Linked DNA regions of Mus musculus: region 1 is linked to region 2. The links are chromatin contacts, called in public Hi-C maps. All regions are on one chromosome and are shown on one strand. Each heading gives the region's core, a stretch centred on a gene start, on an enhancer-like site or on the middle of the called end of the contact. The rest is flanking DNA. Distances are from core to core; before and after follow the strand shown. Region 1 overlaps Kif21a (kinesin family member 21A). Region 2 holds the start of Abcd2 (ATP-binding cassette, sub-family D (ALD), member 2).

Evidence for each region. A called contact is a pair of places that touch in the nucleus more often than the background predicts.
Region 1: a Hi-C map of nephron progenitors shows a contact between it and region 2, with 2.5 times the contacts expected there. The contact joins the enhancer-like site here to the promoter of Abcd2 in region 2. A contact is called at or near these places in 2 of 39 promoter capture datasets (liver and neural stem cells), 2 of 484 Hi-C or Micro-C datasets (cerebral cortex and nephron progenitors), 2 of 115 datasets of contacts at active chromatin or transcription factors (embryonic basal ganglia and embryonic midbrain) and 1 of 9 other capture datasets (liver).

What each region holds. Positions count from the first base shown.
Region 1 is chr15:90,969,206-90,974,367 of GRCm38.p6, forward strand. Kif21a (kinesin family member 21A) reads right to left here. Exons shown (of 37, transcript NM_001109040.2): 13 at 3,420-3,510; 14 at 2,460-2,583; 15 at 1,878-2,066; 16 at 1,474-1,673; 17 at 573-680. Among named protein-coding and RNA genes, the nearest start is that of Gm36618, 56 kb to the left of the region's middle. Within about 2 kb of position 3,371, at least 22 of the 459 cell types and tissues checked have an H3K27ac peak or open chromatin away from gene starts, as enhancers often do. A contact at or near this core is called in nephron progenitors and neural stem cells, where this site is marked.
Region 2 is chr15:91,188,090-91,193,360 of GRCm38.p6, forward strand. Abcd2 (ATP-binding cassette, sub-family D (ALD), member 2) reads right to left here and starts at 3,918. Exons shown (of 10, transcript NM_011994.3): 1 at 2,581-3,918; 2 at 746-926. The coding sequence starts at 3,519.

The DNA of each region.
Region 1 (5,162 bases), core at 2,121-4,620, 220 kb before region 2:
ATAAAACCATGAAACATTTTACAAATGCTTCCCATTCGACCATTCTTTGATATTTTAAGTAGGCTCCGAGGCACAAATAGGAACATATGTGACTATTTTCAAGACAAAAAAATGTATTAAGTCCTCAGAAAATTATCTTCAATAGAGGACTGGTTTATCATCACCAGGGGATACATCCTCGCATGCACCTCTTCCCATGAGTCTGCCCTAAACTTTTATCCTGAATTGCAATCCATATATGAATATAAAATAAGTCATTTTAAATATCCAGTGATTATTTATAGCTCTTGACCTCTACTTAACTCTAGTTAGAAAACTTTCCCCCACTTATAGAATACTGTTGTATAAAGCAGGGGACTCTTTTTTTTTTTTTTGTTTTGTTTTGTTTTTTGTTTTTTTGAGACAGGGTTTCTCTGTATAGCCCTGGCTGTCCTGGAACTCACCCTGTAGACCAGGCTGGCCTCGAACTCAGAAATCTGCCTGCCTCTGCCTCCCGAGTGCTGGGATTAAAGGTGTGCGCCACCACGCCCAGCTTAGCAGGGCACTCTTAGAGAACAGAGGGACTCACTCACATCTCGCTTGCGCTGATCCTTCTTCAGCTGAGCGATTTCCCGGTTCCTTCGAGATTCTGTCAGCCGGGCTTTCTCCTGCTCTTCTTTCATCTGCTTCATTAGACGAACCTAAAATACGGATATACATTGTTGAATATCACTCCAGCACCAGATCCATGCAGTAGATCACACAGGTGGGAGTTCTTTTGTTCCAAATAATTTATATTGAAGCATGTGGCATCTACTCTATATTTTAGTCGATGATTGTTTCGGGTAATCTTATTTCCAACTTTTTTTTTCTTTTCTTTTCTTTCTTTTTCTTTTTTTTTTTTTTTTTTGCCAAAGTAATTAGTGCTCTACAATGCAGATTGGATACTTACTATCAGTAGCTGTGTGAGCCTGAACAAGTTATATATCCTCTGTAGGCTTTGACTTTCTCACCTACAATATCCTTGTGTACTATGAAAACTCAACAGGTTGACACCTGAAAGTGCTTATACAAGAGCGTAGTAAAGGGAACAACCTAATAGATATGGCTATTGCTACTACGGCGACTGTACAACATAATTTCCTCACGTCTTCCAACATCTCCATGTGGTTATGTAAGGAGACGACTTGATTTGGGTACACGATTAACAATAATCGATCCCTGCATAGAAACAGATGCAAGCATTCCCACAGTCCCCTGTTCCTCCGTGCTTGAGACCTTTACACCAAACTCTAGAGATTAGCTTGTGCTCTTGGTGAAGGAGAGTAAGATCGATCAGAGAGACAGACCCAGGAAGCATCTGTTCACATCTTAAACCGGCCGTAAATATTATGGGCTACTTTTGTATTGACTCAGGAACGAACCACAAGAACAGCTCTGTTCCAAGACATCCAGCCCGTGGCCATCGGAGCTGAGCAGGAGTAGTCGAGGTACCTTGGTTTTCTTCATTTCCATGACGTCTTGCTGCAGTTTCTTGAGCTGCTTTTCATACTGAGACTGGTTTTTGAGGAGCCTGGCGTGCTCCTTTTGGGCCGTCTGCAGTCGCTGCAGCTCTTTGTTCATGGCGTGGAGCTTCTTCTCATATTCGCACTTCACTTTCTTGGCCTTTTCTTCCGAGTATGACTCCACCGAGCCTGGGGGTGAGGAAGTAAACGCATTGTTTTTTTGAGACACAAGAATTTATTTAGAGACTCGGAACACCCAGTTCCTGGGACACAATGATGCCGGAGCCCTCAGAAGTCACCGCTCATTTCTGTTACGTCATGGACATTTACTAATGACTAAGGTTTTGGGCTCCAGCGCCCTGAGTAAGGATGGAGACTCTGCAGGAGACCCACCTAGGTTCTGGAGCACCTGGTCCCTCTCCAGCTGCGTGTCCCGGATCTTATGTTGGAGCATCATCAGCTTCTCCTCGTACTGCTTTTTCAGGGTCTGCAGCCGTTTCTGGCTGTTCTCCAGTTCGTCGATCAGCTTCTGCTTAATCGCAATCTCGCAGGTGATATTTGCTAAGTCGGCTTGATAGTTAGCTATCCACAGAAGAGAAGAAAAGCCCGAAAGTAGGCTGAAAGATCATCACGGCCCAAAACAAGAGTGAAAAGCTGTTATCTACATTCAAGAAGTCACTCAGCAGCCTTGTGGGAAAATTTTCTGGACATACCATAGTCTAAAAAAGATAGACTGTTCACACTGGCCAATAGCAGATACTGCGCATACTGAAGACATGTGGAAATCACATAACAACCAAATCTAGCACAGAAAGGAACAGCTCTCTTGCCTAGAGCATGCATGAGGCTAGGGTGGTCTTACAAGTCATGAAGACTGTTTTCATTGGTGAGGAAATCAAAAATATTGAGTTTTCTACTAAAACCTAAATAGCTTCCCAATATGCTTTTTCTGTCTTCGTGCTAAGGGGGCAGTACCTTTTTCATCAGATTCGGAATCTGATTCATCAGAGCTTTCTTCTCCTTCAATGTCATCCTCTTCCTCCTCGTCCTCTTCCTCCTCTTCCTCATCCTCGTGGTCACTCACTTCTTGATTCTCTTCCTAAAATGGGAAGCATTAATAGCACAGCATTGGCAAGGAAATCTCAGTAAAAGAGATGCTGGAGCACACACCACAGAAGCACAAGACTGTGTGTGTGTGTGTGTGTGTGTGTGTGTGTGTGTGTGTACACTCATGTGTGGTGTGTGTGTGTGTATGCTCATGTGTCGTGTGTGTGTGTGTGTGTGTGTGTGTGTGTCTGTGTCTGTGTGTGTCTCTGTGCATGCTTATGTGTATGTATGGTATATGTGTATGTGTCTGTGTGTGTCTCTGTGCATGTTCATGTGTGTGTGTGGTATATGTGTTGTGTCTCTCTGTATATGTGTGTGTGTCTGTGTGTGCATGCTCACGTGTGGGTGTGTGCACAAACGTTTATACATGCCAATGCCAGAGCAGGATGTTTAACATTTTCCACAATATTCCCTTCCACAGGGCCTGTCATTGAATCTAAACTTGCTCCTTTGTTCAGTCTGGCTGCTCAGCGAACTCCCAGAAACCATCTGCCCTGACACACCAGCTCGGGTTACAGGCCATGCCCAGCTTTTCCAAGGATGCCAGGGGACCCACCAAGCCACCTCCACAGACAATGGATTTTGCTTTCCTTTAGTTCAAAAATCACTTAACAGAGTTTCAGATTATTACACAATAACTGCCTTAAAAAATTCTTTATCTCTCATGGTATCCTATCTGCATGAATACACAATTTTCACAAAGTTCACAATTGAGGAGAAAAGTCCTCGGGCAAAGAGGGAACCGTGGCTATGGTAACCACCTCCCTTTTGTTCGCATAATTAAGTTAATGACTACAACTCAATTCGTGTTTATTGTCCGGTACTCACCACGTCTAGCTCATTGTTTTCTTTCTCTGAAACACCCTTTTCTTCTTTCTTCTCCTGGTCAGTGTCTGCATTATCGTCTTTCCCGGCAACACTTTAAAAAACAGAAAGAAAGAATATGAGATAAGAACAAGGGGCAAGTCTTTATTTTTTTTCCTCAGATTTTTTTTTAAATCAACAATTTGTAAAACCCAAAATGAAAAGATAATCACCCAGCTAAGCCAGGTTGCCCTGTCTGACGATTAAAGAGAACCCAATATCACCACTTGACCAACCATGTAAAAGTTTACATGACTAAAGAAAGTTTAGCTTCTAGAAATACTGACAACAGGTCCTAGAGTGAAGTATTAGATCTAAAGAGACAGCAAACTAACATCACAGGAGTAGGCAATTAATTACAACGCAGAACAATCTAAACGAAAAAGAATCCAAAACGGGAAGTTCTGACTCCCCATCTAAATTCACTGCTAGTATCTTAATCTAATTCTTGCTAGTATCCTAATAATTTTAAAGGTTCAAAGTCACCATGGCCACGGTGAGCTTGCCTCTATGGGCTGTATCCATCACTTCTGGGTTTCTTTTTGTTCCCCTGCCGCTTAGGGCGTTTGCACAGCAGAGGGTGATTTTGCGTTCTATTCTCACAGAGTTGGTCTTCGATTCCAAAACTTGTCTGAAGTTCAGGCTGCGCTCTGACTGAATAAAAAATGTCTAGGGTCTACCACAAGTTTCACCATAAAAGCCTGACGACTTCTCCAGTTGCCCGATGCCTACAGACATAACCGCACAATGATACGAGACAATAGTCAGGGCTAAAGTCACTGAGCCCTGGGAGTCTTAAGTGAAGGTGGCCGAGGACAGGGAGTGAATTTTTGAAAATCCCAATCACTCTGCTCCCTCTTGGGTTTACCATGCACGACAAACTATGCACAGAAGTTACACTTCGGCTCACTAGACTCCTGCGTTTAAGCAAAATAGCCTTAATACAACAAATCTTAAATAACCCATATGGTCTGTGTTACAGTGGAATTTTAAAATCATTAGGATTAAAAAAGAACATTCAAATAAAGCAATATTTCCAAACAAAATTCCTCTAGAAAGAGTTTTATGATTGCCACTGTTTTTGTTAGACAGTCTGCTTCATTAAAGAACTTCCTGATTGGTACTGGGGCCTATTTCTAGGTTATAAGTAAATAATTTGACCTCATTTGGGCTCTGTTATTATTAAATTCTAACATTTAACTCCAGCTCCCTATTTTACATATATTTTAATACTCAGAACAATAAGAATATAAGTGGGTTTTTTTTCCTCATAAGTAATTTCCCGTTTTTATTTGTTTACGTGATTATTTATTTGATCTGTCACTCTCACTGAACTAAAAGTCTCTTGAGAATAGATTCACATGAGTTTGGCTTATCATTCAATTAACTACCCAGGGCCTGCACACAATAAACTACACTACTGTCTATTAAATAGGTCACTCCTGCTGAGTTACATGAATACCTGGGGTTGAGTAGTCCTACGTACCTCGCGTACCTAACGTTGGAATGGGAAAGTCTGATTTGAAATAGAAAGATGCATAGAACACAGTTTGGGTTTTGGAGTGAGAAGTAAAAGCCAGTAAGAAAGGCAGTAAAGTCCAGTCAAATAAACTGCAGCAGACTTTTATGAATGCCATTAAATCACTGTACTGGAGGAAACTACACCGGGAGAAAGGTAGGAACCACTCAGAGTGAAGAGTTCTGACA
Region 2 (5,271 bases), core at 2,668-5,167:
AAGCTGAACTCTAACTGTAACCCCTTCATTCCTGCCAGTAAAGACTCAAGCCTTCACACAGAGAGAGCACCATGACATTGTCTCTCTTGCCCTTACCTTTCTTAGTTATACCCAAAGGGGGGGGTGGATGTTGGTAAAAACTGTAGAGACAGGGATAGGATCGAATTAGGTAACTGCATCTTGATGAGTCCCGTCCCCTAAACATCACCAAACCATGTAATGGGGAGATGTCTATATTACTACAAATAGAGGAGAACCCATCCGCATGATTACATGCACTCTGAAATAGCATTTCTGCTTATCTAAAATAGCCAATCAGCTTTCAAATCACAAATCAGGACAAATTCCGTTTATATTAAGCATATAAGGAAACTTATATGCTTAATTCTCTGGGATGTTAAGAACAAACCATGAGGTATGCCTATGTCATATTCTTTCTGAAAATACTGATCTGATTTGTGATTAAATGTAAACTGAAAAGTCATTGAGCAGTATAATTGAAATTGCTCCAGGTAGACTTCTAGAGATACTATGTCACAGACCTTCGTGGTAAGGTCCCTTGAGCTACCTGTTGCTTCTTTCATACTGGTGGTCTGAGTATTGAACGTTAAAACCTGTCACTGTTTCTGAGTACAAGTAACAACAGAGACTGGCTGTCTACACAGTAACACATGGGACATGCAATGACATCTTCAAGAGAAACAATGTTAAGCATCTATTTAAGATTAAACATGGATGTTATTACCACCATCTGCAAAGCCCGTTGCAGTGATAATGGGTATAGCCACCATAATTAGTCCACAGCTGCTCCACACATACTTCATCAAGAATTGTTCTATCATGATGTACCATAAACGTTTGGATAAAATCAGGTTCATCTGGTAAGCTAAAGCCTTGTAACATTTCTGCAGCTGCTTCATTTCTACCTAAAAAGGGGGAAAAAAAGGATAAGAATAAATCCAGCATGAGCTATGGAAATAAACAGTGGCATCGCGTAAGATTCTCTTCCATGTTGTAGATATATTATTTTGCTGTTTTTAGTATAGCCATTGTTGATACATTTCTACAACTAATACATGTAACTAGACACCAGAATTAGTCATAATTTAGTATTACTTATGAAAACATGTTATCTGGTACATGTAATATTGTTTGAAATACACATGAGTGAGACAGGAGCCTAGCTCAGTGTCAGAACGCTACCCATTGCTAGCATAATAAGGCATTGGGTATACTTCTCAACAGTTAGAGAGAAAGAAAGAGAGGGAGGGAGAAAGAGGGAGAGAAAGGGAGGGAGGGAAAAACTTATACTTTTAAAATTTTAAAATTTAAGATGTTAAAATTAAATAATATTTTATGACGATACAAGTAAGCCTTGTTAAACCCATATCACTCTTGAGAACACCAAAAATAACCAAAACCAAACACAACGTGTATAATTATACTGTTTTGAACTGGCTTAGTTTCCCAGATTTTGTCTTTTGAATGAAGAATCTACTAATTTACACTGAGCTCAATGTTTCAAACAAACAAACAAAAAAAATAAATAAATAAATCAGGACACGGCACACATAGCAAATACCAAGTAGGAATAGAGGTCCTAAATTAGTTTAGATTTTTTTTCCTTCGGATTGCTTCTGTGATTGAGAAAGAAACAATGATAATTCTTGATGCTTTAAAGGGAACGCCATTCTGCTTGGAAATTAAAATATATTTAAAAATACTCCTCTCTATCTTGCCAAACCATTGGTATTGTATTTCAGATGTCCTCACCCCCAATTTATACCATACTCAACATTGTGAAGCCACTATAAGACACTACGATTTTACATAACTGGGCTAATTATTCGACTGTTGAAGATCGGTACCATTTAAAAATAGCACCGCGGTGCTCCTTCCTACTCCTGTCCTCGCTAATCTTAGTTTTTACTCCTCTCCTAGGCAAAATTTAATTATCTCTGTCAAAATTATGTCCTCAGCCAAAGTTAAAAGTAAAGGCCATTTCGTGAGACACTCCTCTACATTTCCTCATCTGCACACCACTCTCATTGATCAGTCTTGCAAAAGTGTCTGAACTGTTTTTTTCTTTGAAAGCAGTTCTCGCCCCCTCCCCATCCCCCAACACAAAAGAACGACAAAGGATACTCCAACATCTCCCTCTCAATCCAAAGAAGTTTACTCTCAGTTCCTAAAAGTGCATGGACTTCACAATGTGCAGAACCCTTCACCAAGTTAGTACTTAAGTTTTAAGAAAAAGCCTTTGAGCTCATTCATTACAGTCACACTAGAGTAACAGAGGCTATGAAGACCGCTTACTTAAAAAAGAATAGACATTTTATTCTCATGAAACTTCAGAGAAGTTTGGACTCTTTCATTCTCTCCTGGCTGGCGATTTAAAGGGCTCATGTATTTTAGCATGATTTAGCTACGGGGACGGCGGGTGGGGGTGGAGCGGGGGGCACGGGGACTGTAAAATGCTCAGAAAGTGGGTCTGTCAACAAGACAACAGATGGTATCTGGCAGTGCAGTGGCTGCCTGAACAGTCTCACATTTCACCCGTTGCTTTAATGCCTGTCTTACCTTATGTCCTCTGTAGAAGGCAATTTCTTCTACATTGGCTATGATTCGGGAGTGGACATACCGCAGGTAGCCTTTCCTGTGGGCTTCTTCAGCCACCAGCGAACCAAATTTGGGCGAGCAAGCTTTCAGTACTTTAGCAGTGGCATACACGACAAGTCCTGCTAACAGGGTGGGCCCTATAGGGCTTGCTCCTCTGGATGTAGCTGTCCGGATGAGAGTATAGGAGGTTAGAATGACATCTAAAATAGGTTTGGTAAGGTTGGAATACAGGTGAGCCACAGATTGCGAGAACATCATAATGTCTTCGGTAAGAGACTGGTCAGGGTTTGCCAGCCTCCCATCCATATTTATCACCTTATAATAAGTCTGATTTGCGAAATAGGTCTCATAGGCATGGTCTACTAAGCGAGTTCTAAAGGCCAATGCCAGTTTGCATTCCAGGTACCTGATAGCACTGTTGACAAAGGTAGCAGGGATAGCAATCATAAGCCACTTGATTAATTTGATGATGAAAGTCCGAGGCTTCTTTTCCACGATGCTTTTCACGATTTTCCCATCCAGACCAGCCACATAAATAGAGAGAAATGTTCTTGAGATTAGAGCCACCGAGTGGAGGCAGAGCCACCCCGTTTCAGTGGTCACAAGTTTTGGAAAGAGGATTTTCCGAAGTTCTAGTAGCTGTTTGAAAAAAGCTGCATTTAGTCCCGGCGCAGGTTTTTTACAGATGATCTCCGTGCAATGCAGTATTTCTCTGTTCTCTGCAGGCGAGTAAGCTTCTGCTTTTGCCTTCCTGTGGCCAGGCTGCTTTAAACGCTTGCCAATGATGGGATAGAGGGTTTTCAGAGCATATGCCGCAGCCACCAGGCAGGCAGCCCTTTTAGCAGCACCGGATCTGGTCCATTTCACCCGATAGGCTGCTGCATTTAGCATGTGTATCATTTTTCCAGCTACACAAATGGGTTTCTTTGAAAAGAATTCGTTTTAAAAGCTCATGCTCCGCGGAAAGCCCAGCAAAGGTTTCAGAAGACCCCACAGCCTCCCATGCTCTGCAGCTTGTCTCCTTTACTCTTATTTTGTTCTTCAGTGACGGATGCAGCAAAGCACAAACTCCACCGCATCCTCCGGGGGCGAGTCCCTCAGCAGCCAGAGCTGGCCAGGCTCCACCCACAGGCGTCTCATTGGCTGCGTGGGCGGTGAGACCCTGGACTCCTGGCCTCTTCCCTTTGAACCTTAAAAACGAAGAGAGAGCCAAAACAAATCCTATACTTAAACAGGAGTTCAGAGAGTTAAATATCTATTTCTGGAGAGGTCGAATGAGGTCAGCTGCTGGAGAACAAACCTTCCCTTAGAGCTACTGAGCATGCTCAGCGGCACTTAGAAACCCTCAGAAGTTTCAGAATATACATCCCGTCTCTAAGATTTCTACAAAGGGGAAGGCAGAGGGAAGGAAGGATTGCAGCAGCTTTAATGAGCCCAGAGAGAAAGAAACAGCGAGAGGAGGGAGGAGCCTCAAGAGGATTAACGGAACCGGCCCAGGGAAAGGAGTCAGACAAGAGAGTGATAACAGCGAGAGGCATAAGACAAAATAGCAAACATGTATCCTTGAGAATGTTTTGTTCAGAAGATGTTGTCCCCCCCCCCCCTCACTCCCGCCCTTCGCCCTTGTTTCGACTCTCCCCAGATATTCACAGAAACTATTAGATTGGCTGCTATTGTAAATAAGCTGGAGGCGAGCTTGGGTATTACAGAAAACAGTCACTCAGAGCTACACCCAGAGTTCTTCCCCAAGATCCCTTGGTACTAACTTGTCCTGATAATAAAGTTCTTTCTGCTCCACGATTATGTTTAGCAATGTTATCTGACACATTAATATTTGCTTACGAAGTGACTTAAAAATCTCCCTTGTGTTTTGTTTGTTTGTTTGTTTGTTTTTGTTTGGAGGTAATTTAAGAATTTTATCAGCTGGGAAATCGAACTGGGATCCTATGATGGAAAACAATTTTTAGGAAGCATTTCTTCAAGACTTTTTTTTTTTTTCTTCATGTTTTTCTTTAGGCTCAGAGATAATCTGCTGGCTTCTTCCTATGAACATTTTTGCTGTTTGACAACAATCAAGAAAGTTTAAAAATTATTCACATTCCCAGTGGAAGGCATAAGGATCAATAGTCAAGCAAAACTTTGTATAATTTTTAATAAATTGAAGGTCTTTTTTTGAAGGCAAGGCAAAGGTGATTTTGCATGATAGAGCCTTTCTCTGCTCCTCTCTTCTGTCTTTCCAACGACTGGCTTATCCTGAAGGTGTGCATTTAAGCCAGAGCCCAGCACAGTTAGGTAGAACGGCTTATTTTAACCTGCTAGTGTTATTTGACCCTTAAGCTAAGCATCATTTTATACTTGGGCCTTATTATGCACAGACTCTCCCTTTTGATCCTCCATAGTAGTTCCAGGGCAGGAGTGCACTTTGACACCCCCACATCTGTCCTGATTTAAAGAAGTGAAAGATAGCTACATGGTGATTGTCACATCACAACGGGTCACTTGTGTGTTCGTTACTAGTCCTCTCTGTGCTTCAGCTTTGCCTTCTATCTGTAAAATGGAAACGATGCTATTCTGGGAAGTGGGTGTAGACATTAAATAAAATAGTCAGTTGTTTAAAAAAAAACATTGTATATAGAAGTCTGCAAACCTCCC